2 separate regions of the Triticum aestivum genome follow, and region 2 is linked to region 1. A link is a contact called in public Hi-C data. All regions are on one chromosome and are shown on one strand. The core of a region is the stretch at or near the end of the contact, and the rest is flanking DNA. Distances in the headings are between cores, read along the strand shown. Region 1 has its middle 18 kb from the start of LOC123120216. Region 2 has its middle 100 kb from the start of LOC123120222.

Region 1 (6,861 bases), core at 1,133-3,632:
CCGTACGTGCCAGCTTGTCCCGCGGCCTCCCCGTGCCAATGTGATCACTGGCAAGTGGGTCTTCCGCCACAAGACTCGCCCCGACGGCTCTCTCGAGCGCTACAAGGCGCGTTGGGTGGTGCGCGGCTTTCGCCAGCGTGCCGGCGTGGACTTCACCGACACCTTCGCCCCGGTTGTCAAACCGGGCACGATTCACGCTGTCCTCCAGCTTGCTGTTTCTCGCGCCTGGCCAGTTCACCAGCTCGATGTGTCTAATGCTTTTTTGCATGGCCATCTCGACGAGCAGGTGTTTTGTCAGCAGCCTACTGGTTTCGTCGACACCGACTATCCGGACCACGTGTGCTTGCTTTCTCGTTCTCTCTACGGGTTGAAGCAGGCGCCTCGGGCCTGGTACCAGCGGATCGCGGCCTTCCTTCAGCAGCAGGGGTTCCGGTCCACACGGTCCGATGCCTCCCTGTTTGTTTATCACCAGGGTCCCGCCACCGCGTACCTCCTCCTGTATGTCGACGACATCATCCTGGCTGCTTCCTCGCCAGTGCTCCTTCAGCAGATCACAACTCGCCTCGGCACTGAGTTCGCCCTCAAGGATTTGGGGGCTCTCCACTACTTCCTCGGCATCGAGGTTGTGCGCCGGGCTACTGGCTTCTTCTTGCATCAGCAGAAGTACGCCTACGAGCTTCTGGAGCGCGCGGGCATGCTTAACTGCAAGCCTGCTCCTACGCCTGTCGACACGAAGGCTAAGGTGTCCGCCGTCGAGGGATCTCCGGCGTTCGACGCTCCCTACTACCGCTCCATCGTCGGTGCGCTTCAGTACCTCACACTGACGCGTCCGGACATTCAGTATGCTGTCCAGCAGGTGTACCTTCATATGCATGCTCCTCGTGATACTCATTGGGCCCTGGTGAAACGTATCCTTCGGTACATACGTGACACCACAGCTATGGGTCTCACCCTGACGGCATCACCTGACACCAGCCTTGTCGCCTACTCCGACGCCGACTGGGCTGGGTGTCCCGACACTCGACGCTCCACTTCCGGCTACTGCGTCTACCTCGGGCCCTCTCTGATTTCGTGGTCGTCTAAACGACAACCCACGGTCTCACGATCGAGTGCCGAGGCCGAGTACAGGGCCGTGGCCAACGCCGTTGCGGAGTGCTCTTGGCTACGACAGCTACTTCAGGAGTTGCTATGCGAGGTTTCTAAGGCGACGCTTGTTTACTGCGACAACGTCTCCGCGGTGTATCTTGCCGCCAACCCTGTCCATCACCGACGGACGAAGCATATTGAGCTCGACATTCACTTCGCCAGGGAGCACGTCGCACTTGGTCGTGTTCGAGTTCTCCATGTGCCCACCGATCAGCAGTTCGCCGATGTCATGACGAAGGGACTACCCACCTCGACATTTGAGGGCTTTCGGTCCAGTCTCTGCGTCACCGGCGACGCTTCGACTGCGGGGCGGGGGGGGGGGGGGGGGTTGAACATGTGTACATGTACGTAGGTCTGGGTTTTGTATGCCGCACCTGTAGTGTCTCTCTCCCTCTGTATTTACTTGTATCTTGAAAGACAAGACACCCACCGGTTACACCCCTTGTACCTATATATATGTGCCTAATGCACGATCAATCAATCATCAATGCACAAAATCATTCTCTACCCATTCCATGGCCTGCAAAATGTGCCCGTGTGTTTTGCCTCGGTGCGGCGGCGCCGCCTAACTCATCTGCGCAACCGAAATGACACAGACAACATGCATTGCATGCCAAGCAAAATGAAATCACGGTTGCGCGCGCGACGTCGCGACTAATTTATTGACGCAAAGCCACCGAATCTGAGATCTGGCGGTCGGACGAAATTCAACAATCGTACCTATGCTATGCTATATGCTTTTCCCGGGGACATGTCTTGCCATCTTCTTTTATTTTTATATATACGCGAGATGCAGGTCCAGTGGTCTCCCTTGCCCTACGTGTCTCTTTGACATTGGGCAATGCGTATGTACGTACGTATCATTTACTCTTCTCCAACCGAAGAACACTCCGAATTTCAGTTGGGCAAGCTAGCAAATGGAAGGCCTTTTAAACGTGCTGGCCAAAAAAAACGACTCCCAATATCAAGATGTTTTTTTTTTGGAGGGAAATATCAAGATGTGATAGTACTAAAAGCGGCGTGCTCCTCGATCGACGTCTGAACCTGCATTTGTTTTCCCTTCCTTCTTCGCAGCGCCGCCTTTCTCTTGCCATGTTTCAAACCTCCTTGTACCGATAATCCTACGGAACACGTTTCCTTGTTCCATCACGTTCGTTAGGGCCACTCATGTAGAGTTTGTGGCTCAAATTTCAAAAGTTGGGAGGTGATCGATGGAGCTGCTCTTTGTTTAGGAGCTTGTCCTCTGTCACCTGCTGCGTCACCCACAACTCACACATCGGTCATTTGTCATCGCCTACGCAAACTACCACAGTTCATATTATATTAGCTAATAGCTACCCCCACATGACGAGTAGAGTGACCGATGGCACCAGAGAAACACACGACGGGCGCATCACGTCAATACGAAACATATGTTTGTTCCGGAACATGTCCAAAGCAAGCCTTTTCTACATAACGAATCCAAAGAAACTCATGTGTACGTATTTGTATGCCGGTTGGTCGATCGAGCTTCTTTCCTCTTGTGTCCACTCATGGTAGCTCGGAACAAAGAAAGGTCCTACTAGTAGGAGGGGAACCTTTGGAACATGAGGTAGGTGAACCTGTTTTTTATTAATAAATAGCAATTGCAAAAAAAGGGATAATTAGATTTATGCCCCTAGTTGTGTCTCACTCGTATGTTTTACCCCTAATTTTCAAAAGTCATCGGTTCTGTCCAAGTCACTTTGCTCTTCTTATGCTTTTGCCCTTTGACCGTTTGATCGTCAGTTTGAAAAATTCATAACTAATTCATACTAAATCAGAAAAATGCAAATAAGATACCAAAATGTTCGGAAAAATATCACCTATATACCAGTGTCATTTGCATTCATGAAAAAAGTGTTAGAAAATGCACATCCAAGTTTTAGCTCTTTTGATACCACCATGAATAGTAAAATCTAAAAAATAAAAAAAAATAAAAAAGGAGGGTAAAGAACGACAAATGTTCTAAGTGCCTGCCAAGTTTCATCAGGGAAGAACATTCGTGGGTGCCGCAGCAAAAAAACAACCAGCACTCCAAAATAGATTATTTTTTTGCCACGACTTCCATGAATGTCATTCCCTGATGGAACTTGGCAAGCACTTAGAACATTTGTCGTTCTTTGCCCTCCTATTTTTTTGAATTTTTTTGAATTTTTTTAGATTTTACTATTCATGGTGGTATCAAAAGAGGTAAAACTCGGATGTGCATTTTCCAACACTTTTTTCATGAATGCAAATGACACTGGCATATAGGTGATGTTTTTCTGAACATTTTGGTATCTTATTTGCATTTTTCTGATTTAGTATGAATTAGTTATGAAGTTTTCAAACTGAAGGTCAAACGGTCAAAGGGCAAAAGCATAAGAGGAGCAAAGTGACTTGGACAGAACCGGTGACTTTTGGAAATTAGGGGTAAAACAGACGAGTGGGACACAACTAGGGGCATAAATCTAATTATCCCGCAAAAAAAAGGGGTCATGAAACTTTTCGAAAACAAACTTGTTCATTCATTACACTCATTTAAAAGCTTTTTCAAGGAAATGACTTTCATGGTACTGTGGGTGAAAAAAACAAAATCAGCACTATAGCGGAGTTAGAGCATCTGCAACCAGGATTGGCTAATTTTGATCCCCAAAAGTTCGTGGGCGTGTCTGGTCAGTGGTCGGGCACGTTTGTTTTAAGCCTCTATTTGTGCATGCATCCAACCATGTCCCCTACATCCTTCTTAAGTTAAATGCATGGGATTTGTGAGGATGGAGAAAGAAAGAATAAAAAAGAAAGAATAGAAAAAGAAAGTCATTTGGATGGAGAAAGAAAGAATACGTAGGAGTGGGCCGCATCCTACGTGGAGGGCTGCCCGGATGCCTGGACATCCCCTATTTGGTGTGGATATTGGGATTTGTGGACAATCTGGTCATACGGGGACAAGGGGGACCGCGGGGGGGGGGGGGGGGGAGGTTCCAGTTGGGTGCTTTTTTTTCTTCTCTCCTGCCCGCACAGTGACCGGGCTGTCCGATGGGACGTTTGAGGGGTCTGGTTGTAGATGCTCTTACTATTCACTCTTTTTTCCCTGAAATTTTTGTTTTTTTTTGCCAGATTTCTGATGGAAAACCCTCACTGACGAAATTTTATACGAGTGTGCCAGCAGGTCAAATTTGTTCCACAAAATCAAAATATTTTGACTTTTTCCTGATCTTTTTCCATATCAAGTTCTACCCGCAGGTTCCGGGGGCATTTCCCCCGGCTAGCACCTCTATGTACAACTAGCGATTAAGTTGGAGAGGCCTAAGAGTTGTCTATTTGGGCCATGGAGTTTCTGCTCTCAGGTGCATGTGCACTCAGATGAAGAATTAAAGATAAATAAAATAATTTCTCGCAAAAAAGGATAAATAATAATTCCAATTTTTGTGATAAATATCAACGATGTTTACTTGTGAGTAAAATTTTGTAATGGAAGGACATTTGTGGGGGTCTGAAAAAGAAACGATGCTCGAAAAATATTTTGGAGCATTGATTTTCTTTCTCACACATCCGTGAATGCCATTTCATCGCCACAATTTACATGCAGGTCAAAAACTAATCAACCCATGTTGTCAAAAAAATTCAAAGAAAGGTGATGTGTACGTATTTGTATGCCGGTTGGTTGATCGAGAGCTTCTTTCCTCTTGTGTCCAGTCATGCTAGCTCGGAACAAAGAAAGGTCCTACTAGCAGGAGGGGAACCTTTGGAACATGAGGTAGGTGAACCTGTTATTTTTCTTAATAAATAGCAATTGAAAAAAAAGGGTCAGAAAATCATGATTTTTTTTAAACAAACTTGATCGTTCGTTACACCCGTGTAATTTTTTTTGCAAGGAAATGACTTTCATGGTATTGTGGACGAAAAAAACAAAATTAGCACTATGGTAGAGTTAGAGCATCTACAACGAGGATTGGCTAATTTCGGTCTCCAAACGTATCCGGTCAGTGACCCGGACGCGTCTGTTTTGAGCCTCTATTTTGTGCATGCATACAACCATGTCCTCTACATCCTCCTCAATTTGTCCGGTTAAATGCATATGATTGCTGGGATGGAGAGAGAAAGAGAAAATAAATAATAAAAAGGAGAAAAGATGGTCCGGAATGGGCCGCATCCTACGTGGAGGGCTGCCCGAATGCCCGGACATCCCCGTATACTCTCTATATTTGGTGTGGATATGGGGATTTGCGGACAACCCGGTCATATGGGGACAAAGGGGGTGAGGGTCCGTTTGGGTTACTTTTTTTCTCTCTCCTATCCGGAGAGTGCCAGATAGTGACCGGGCTTTTCGATGGGACGTTTGAGGGATCCGGTTGTAGATGCTCTTACTATTAACTCTTTTTTTCTTGAAAATTTGTTTATTTTTTGCTAGATTTCTGATGCTAGTAGGTCAAATTTGTTCCAAAAAAATCAAAATGTTTTGACTTTTTTTTGAATTGTTTCTTTTCTCATATCAAGTTCTTCTACCCACATGTTCCGGGGGGTATTTTCCCCGGCTAGCACCTCTATGTACAACTAGTGATTGAGTTGGAGAGGCCTAACAGTTTGCTATTTGGGCCGAGTTTTTGCTCTCCGGTGCATGTGCACTCAGATGTAGAATTAAAGATAAATAAAATAATAATTTCAATATTTTTTGATAAATATTGGTGAGTGTTTACCTGTGTGTAAAATTTTGTAATGGAATGACATTTGTGGAGGTCTGAATAACAAACAATGCTCCAAAAATATTTTGGAGCACTGATTTCTCTCTCACACATCCATGAATGTCATTTCATCGCCACAATTTACATGCAGGTCAAAAACTAATCAACCTATGTTGTCAAAAAAATTCAGAATGTTCTGATTTTGTTTGTTATTCATATATTACAATTTATAGCAGGTGCATATGAGATCGGGATTAGGATTGCACTTTCAATCTGTTAACAACTAGTCCAGGCATATACATATATTTTAGTTCCAATACAAATAAAATTACAAGTTTTGATTTGTTTTCATGTATTTAGTCTAATCAAAACTAAAAAAATAGCAAGCTAAACCATATTGACACCAAAACTAACATCAAAAGCCCACATCGGTGCAAAATATACTATCTTTAGCGGTTCAAAACCCCATTTATGATAGTTTTACAGCCATCACATCCCAAGCCACACTATTAAACCTTTTGAGTTCCCTCCGTTTTTATTTTCAAAAAAAGAATTTTACACACCGGCTGTGCATCATTAGGATGCACACAACAATTCTCATGAATTACCAAGCAATGTACAGAACAAAAGTAACCAAACTGGATAACTATAAAATATGAAATTAACACCTAGGACTAAGTCGACTTCTTCCATAGAAACACTTTCAACAAGGGATAAACATCCTTGCACCATCATCACCATGTTTTGCTCGAGATGGCTTGTACAAAGATTTTTCATCTTGATTGACAGGATCATCCAATAAAGACTAACACAACAAGAAGTAAACAACATCGTTAACAAGGCAACGACACAAGTTCGTTGCCGAGCCCAACCAATAAAGGGCAGGACAAGAGTTTTCACCATGACATGAAGCGGTTTTCAATCAACACATTGCTGACCAACCATTCGGAAGTTGCAATCGCACTTACCAGTAGTCACGCAAGGCCAAAAAGGCACTAACATGTCGACAAAATTTAAAATCTGCATTTGTACT
Region 2 (6,548 bases), core at 1,818-4,317, 280 kb after region 1:
AGTTGCAAACTTGACCATGGCATCTCCGCATGTGCTCTTAGAGATCCATAGGTATTCGTCACACAAATCAGCGGTCGTGCCATATGCAAGCATTGGCAGTGCGACCGCACTTCTAGTCACCAGAGAACCCAATCATTCCCATTGCGTCCTTCTTCAGATGAAGTAGTCATCAAAGGACCGGACGCCATGGTAGAGATGATCGAAGACATTTTTGCGCATTCGAAAGTGGCAGCGAAAATTGTCAGCAAAGAGGGCATCAGAGGCAAAGTAGTCATCCATCAATGTCAAATGGCCACATGCCCGGTTGCGTTTGAGCACTCGATGACCCATGATCAACCCCTTGAAATTTAGAACATGCTCCTCCGCAAGCTCCACGTCTGCAAGCACCGTCTGCATCATCGACATCTCATCCGTGTAGTCCTCCTCGTAGGACAAGCCGTCCGACGACTCAACATAGTGCTCGTATATGTTCTCCATATCCGAATTCATTGCTTCAAAGAAGAAGGGGCAAAAATATTTAGCTCGGGCATTCACCGAACAGTTATTGGGCATGGTGAGCATCGTAGGAGCGGATGGTACGTGTGCGGCGGTCGGAGGAGAGGTGAGGAACGGCGGCGGAGAAGCGGTGTGGAGACTGGGTGTACCGTTGGAGGTGACGGACTCGTCGAGTTCTAACAAAGGTGCGGCGTGGCGGTCGGGGTGGTGGAGCGGTGGCGAAGGCAGGAGAGAAAAACTGACGGAGAGAAAAATGGGAGGATGGAGACGCGGGGTCCAGGAGGGGTTTTGGGTGGGCTGGGGTGTCGAAGTCCTATGTGGCTGTTGTGCGGACTCCCATAAAGCCCTCCCCCTTCCCCGCCAATTTGTCTCGGGATTGCCAAAGAAAGTATGTCCGGACCGCTAGCGGACCGATACAGGCCCATGTTGGATGGCTCAACATGTCCGGACCACGCAGTTCGGACGGTTGCGGGCGGTTTGAGGATCTACTTTGGAGATGCCCTTACAAGGGAGAACTGCGCTTGGTGGTATGGAGTTGTCGATGGTTCCTTTGTGGGCTGACACCATCGTGGTCATTCCCGCATTCGATGAGTCTACCTGGCACGATGAGTCTACCTGGCACGAATGCGCTTTGAATGAGAAATAACCCCAAAAGAATAGCCTTGAGTCTAACTGCGATCATTTTGGATATGATCAAACTTGATCAAAGGCGCGCACGTATAACACACGCCTAGTTGATCAAAAGAACTGACTTAAGAAAAACACTCCCGTCCATCAACTTGAACCCCCCCCCCGGTCTGTTCGACTGTCTTATGCGCCCACCGTACGTCCCGGTGGGCATGAGCCTCTCTTCCCTGTGAAATCATCCATCCTTATCTCTTCTTCCCCGCCATCCATCTCTTGTCTTATGTCCACACATCATGGTGATCCGAGACACTACCGCCGTTGGGGGCCAACTGTGGAGACCTTGTTGCCACCGCCCTGTGTATTGCAGGAGTAGTGTTCTCCTTTCACCCATGTCTCGAATTTTGTCCCCGCCAAGATGCACGTGCGCGACGCCCACGGTTGCGTTTGCTGCACACCACCGACCATGCAAAGCCGATGCAACGACAGCGGGACAGTTGCAAGCCAGGGGGTCCTCGCCGTAGGTGCTTTGTGACGGTGGTCGTGTTGCAAGAGAGGACTCACGAGAGGTCCTTTGCAGCATGAATCGTGCTAGGACTCATTGAAGGTATTTCTACAACGAGCTTTGCAACACATGGACCGTGTTGAAACGAGGGGTTTGCAACATGGATCATATCGGAATGAAAGGCAAATAAGAGGGGCGATCACACGGTAGGACAGCTCGAGACCTAGACGACATTTCCCAAAGATCGGCCAGCCAATGCGGTAGCGCTGGCCATTGACTAAGACTACCCACAATGGGAGTAACATAGGTAGTAACATCACACATATCTAAATAACATAGATGATGTGGCAAGCAATAAATGAAGAAAGAGAGACATGTGGTAACATAGCTAGTTACTAGTAGTATGAGTAACATCACACATATCAAGGCAAGATGAGTCTATAGCCTAATAAATGAAGTGTTGCATGTTACCACACATATGTTACTCCCCACTAGGTTGGCCATAGTGGGGTAACATAAGTAGTATCATGCACTTGGGACTCGCAAACATGCTTATGTGGCAGGCAATTTAAAAAAAGAGATGGTTATAGTAACATAGGTAGATATCGTAACATAATAAATATGATGCTACTATGTGTCATGCATGGCAATAAATGAGACCACCTATGATACTAATCTATGATACTATGCATTATAGAGGTAGTAATATAGACTAGTAACATATGCATTGTGACGTGAACCCGGGTTAGTATGCCTATGTTACTAGTCTATGTTACTACCCATCGTGGCTAGTCTAAAAAATCGTCGATAAGAAGGTGAATGACTAAAGCGGGACACGTGTCGTGATGTGAACCCGGGTTAGTATCTTAGGTGGGCAGTGATTAAGTACATAAATAATGCTTTGACAGTGTTCTTCCACGTGTGCTGTGCAATCCCCGCCTCCAGCTGCTCGACACCTGGTACGCGTCACTTAAACAAGTGTGCTAATTTAGTCAAATCGAACCGCACAAACAGGAGTGCCCAGTGGTAGGACAATGGGATGGGATGCAGATGCAGGTTTCTCCATAATTAAGTACGAGTAAAATATTTTATTTTGGCCGGTGATGCCATCCTCCGCATGATAATAGATAAGTCAAACGAACTTCCGTGGACTAGAATAAAGGGATTCCTGATGGCTCGCGCACATGATGCCATGCTGATCAAGAAAGCATGCACGGCCACTAGAAAAACATGTAAATGCACCGGTGCAGGGGTCACTGGATAACAACTTAACGAGTCATTTTCTCAACCCGGAAATCGCCCGGCATCACCGCTGGACACGATACTAACGTCGCAGCAGCCGGCACCAGAACAACGCCGGCAGCCGGCAGGGCCTACGAGCCGGGGGCCATCGTCGATAGGAAAAGGCCGCGCGCGGCGTGGGTACGGTCGTGTACGCGGCCGTCCTGAGTCCACACCGGCCAGGGGAACGTCGTGATGGGTCAGGTGTCGTGCTCTGCTGCCGCGCCCACGTACGGAGGATGTCTCTTCACGACGGTGCGGACGCGTTGTATTTTGCGCGCTGGGTCGATGAGTACGGTGGACGGACTCTTAGAGCAACACCGGCAATTTCCCTAAAAAAGACTCTCAGAGAGTAAATTTAGGATAAGTTTCCAGAGAGAAACTTTTTGTCAACTCCTTGAAACTTCTTTTTTTAGAAAATTTTCTATCCATTAATCATTAACCATGGTAGTACAACTAACACTAGAAATAATAAAAATCGATCCGTAAGTCATCTAGCGACAACTACAAGCATTGAGCCGAACCGAAGGCGCGCCGCTGTCATCGCTCCTCCCTAGCCGGAGCCAGGCAAAACTTTTGTAATAGACAGTCGGAAAATCGTCGTGCTAAGGCCACCTAGGACCAACACACCATAACAGCAACCACATACTTTCGTGTGTAATGAGAAAAACATGTACACGAACATAGACGAACAACGATTAGATCCGAGCAAATCCACCAATGATAGATCCACCGGGGATGCACCTTCACAAGCCCACCGACCATGCTAGACGCACCATCGGAATGGAGGCTAAGCGGGAAGAACCTTATTCCATCTTCACGGAGCCGCCGCCGTCTTGCCTTCCTGAATAGGACACAACCACTAACAAAACTTGAAGAAAGATTTTAAAACGAAGCCCTCCCACCGGCACGCCCCCATGGTTCTAAAGCCACGGGCGACGAGGCAAGCCAACGGCAGCGCCGACGGGAGGCAGAGAAATCCTAACTCCTCGAAACTTCTTTCCCTATTTTCTTATTTTTATTAAACTTTTTCTAGCTAATGGCCTGGGTTCGGCAAGTCAGTGGTTGGGCAGGAGCACTGGGCTGGCGGTGTGGTAGTAGCAGCGAGTGGTGAGGCGGTGCGGTAGCGCGGCGGCGGCGAGGTGGCATGGGGACGGAGCGGCGGCGGTGCGGGATAGAGGGTGATAAAGTCTCGGGCGGTTTCTAACACGCCAAAACTTCAGGGGAAGGTCACCAGATGAAAGTCACGGCCGGATTTACTTAATCTGTCGAAGACGTTTTCTTGCCCATACTTCCCTAAATGATATTCTTAGAGATCTGTTAGAGTTGATCTTAGTGCGATAAGTTTGTCAGGTGGCTATATCAGCCACTTCCAACATCCCTCCTTCAGTATTTGTTATGGTTCATATTGTTTTTCTTATTTAGTCATTACAAATTTACAATAATAAATATTTTACCAACAGGATGCCATGAGCAGATTTATTTTCTAGCCAAGAACAATTTTATGTTATGCTTGTATTATTGAATACTCATCCAAAAGTCTAAATTGATGAAGTAAGGCGGGCAATATATTTCAACACCCCCCCCCCCCACGTCTAGGCTATGTTAGTCCTTAGACATGGGATCGATGTAGGCCGTAGAATCGTTTTTATTGAATATTGCGTTGGCAGGGTCTTCAAAAGACCACTTAGCTCTGATACCATATTGAATTCATGCTCCAGCCAGCTCATTCAAAAGTCCGAATTGATGGAGGGAGACAAACAATATATTTCAACATATTGAATTCATGCTCCAGCCAACTCATCCAAAAGTCCGAACAGATGGAGGGAGACGGGCAGTATATTTCAACACCCCCCCTCACGTCTAGGCTATTTTAGTCTTTAGACATGGGATCGGTGTAGGTTGCAGTATCTTTTTTTAATACTACGTTGGCAGGGTTTTAAACTCAAAACCTCTTGGCTCTGATCCCATATTGAATTTATGCTCCAGTCAATTCATTTAAAAGTCCGAACTGATGGAGAAAGACATGCAATATATTTCAATACGTACTTAGTTGTAGCTGCACCTGCAGTAGCGATTGACATTATCTTCAAATCTAACTATATTCTGTGCAGATGAAATCATGAGTTCAGTTTACTGCAGTAAAACATACCTCAGCAGTATTCAAGATTGTCATATCGTTGGACCATACTTGGATCTCGTGCAAGGTACGATCACATGGCATTTGATCGTGTTACCCAGCTCCTCTTTAACTAAACTTTAACATTTTCATGGAGAACTGTCTGGTGCTAGTGATTTATTATAACGAGCAGGCATGCGGGGCTTAAATGGTTTGCTGATTTTTTTTCTTAGGCCTAAATGGGTTGCAGATAGCATGACCCATTTAGCACAGGCTAATTTTTTTTGAAGATATTTAGGGAATGTAAGCAATGAAAAATATATTCAAATATTCGTGAGTTGTAAATATTATACAAACAAACAAAGTATGATTAGTAAATAAAAAACATACCCATGTATTATATATATTTTAGAAATACAAACATTTAAACTGTTTAATGAATACAGAAAAATACACTCGCGGCTTATAATTAAATTATACAAAATGATGAATACAGGCATTTACTAATTATTTATGAATATTCACTTCTGTATAATTATCACTCCTGCCTAATATTCAAGAAAATTATATATTATAATTATCAGCCAAGTTTGAATATTCATATTGACATTTTACATTTTATGATTATTTTCATTATAAAACATCAACTATACAAATGTGAGTATAATTAGGGAAATGTTTGTATGTTTAAAAATATTATTAAAATTTTAATTTGTATATATTTGTGTTACTTTCAATTATACGGAATATTTTCAAAACAATACGTGATTTTTTAAAAGTATTTTATTTCATTTGTATGTATAATATTTATACCACGTATTTACTTTTATTACTGAGATTATAATTTTACACATCTTATAAAAATTTCTAAAAATGACATACAGGAGTATAATGAGCGCACTGACTACAGTCCATATTAGCTCCATGAGCGTCTTCGTTCTAGTACATTAAGGCTTGCCATCCGGGCGCGCCTATGACTCGCTTGAGGCGAGACCTAGGGCAGCCCCCCGCCGCGCGAGACTGTGCCGGCCCAGTCCACGGAAGGCCACAACCTCGTTTATTTCTGTGCTTTTTGTTTTGTTTTTGTTTTTCGTTTTCTGCTCTCCTTTTTACTTTTATTTATACTTTTAAAATATTATAATATACTTACTTACCAAGAACACACTACAGAATGATTTGAAAAATGTTAATCTAGCATTTGTATAATGTTAATGTGTATAGAAAAATTCTTAGGTGTACGAAACTACGACGTATTTACAAAATGTTAATCAAGCATTTGAAGAAGAGGTAATAAGATCAGTAGTGCTTAAATTTGCCATCAATGTTTACTTTGGTACTTGAACTTGAAAAATACGTCGAACTGGTTCTAAAACTTGGCAGTATGATTCAAATACTGTTCCAATCACGTACAGATGCGTACGTGTTGCTGACTAAACGTGGCGCGGGACTCACATGCAGTGTCGGGACGGACTGACTTGCAGAGTATATGTCTCAATGAATATCGGGTCACATGTGTCAGTCAAA

Evidence for each region. Hi-C and Micro-C count contacts between places; a contact is called where the count stands out from the background.
Region 2: a Hi-C map of leaf shows a contact between it and region 1, with 4 times the contacts expected there. The contact joins two enhancer-like sites. A contact is called at or near these places in 2 of 5 Hi-C or Micro-C datasets (both in leaf).

The regions. Positions count from the first base shown.
Region 1 is chr5D:220,660,424-220,667,284 of IWGSC CS RefSeq v2.1, forward strand. No RefSeq gene overlaps it. Among protein-coding and RNA genes, the nearest start is that of LOC123120216, 18 kb to the left of the region's middle. Within about 2 kb of position 2,383, at least 1 of the 8 cell types and tissues checked has an H3K27ac peak or open chromatin away from gene starts, as enhancers often do. A contact at or near this core is called in leaf, where this site is marked.
Region 2 is chr5D:220,940,329-220,946,876 of IWGSC CS RefSeq v2.1, forward strand. No RefSeq gene overlaps it. Among protein-coding and RNA genes, the nearest start is that of LOC123120222, 100 kb to the right of the region's middle. Within about 2 kb of position 3,068, at least 4 of the 8 cell types and tissues checked have an H3K27ac peak or open chromatin away from gene starts, as enhancers often do. A contact at or near this core is called in leaf, where this site is marked.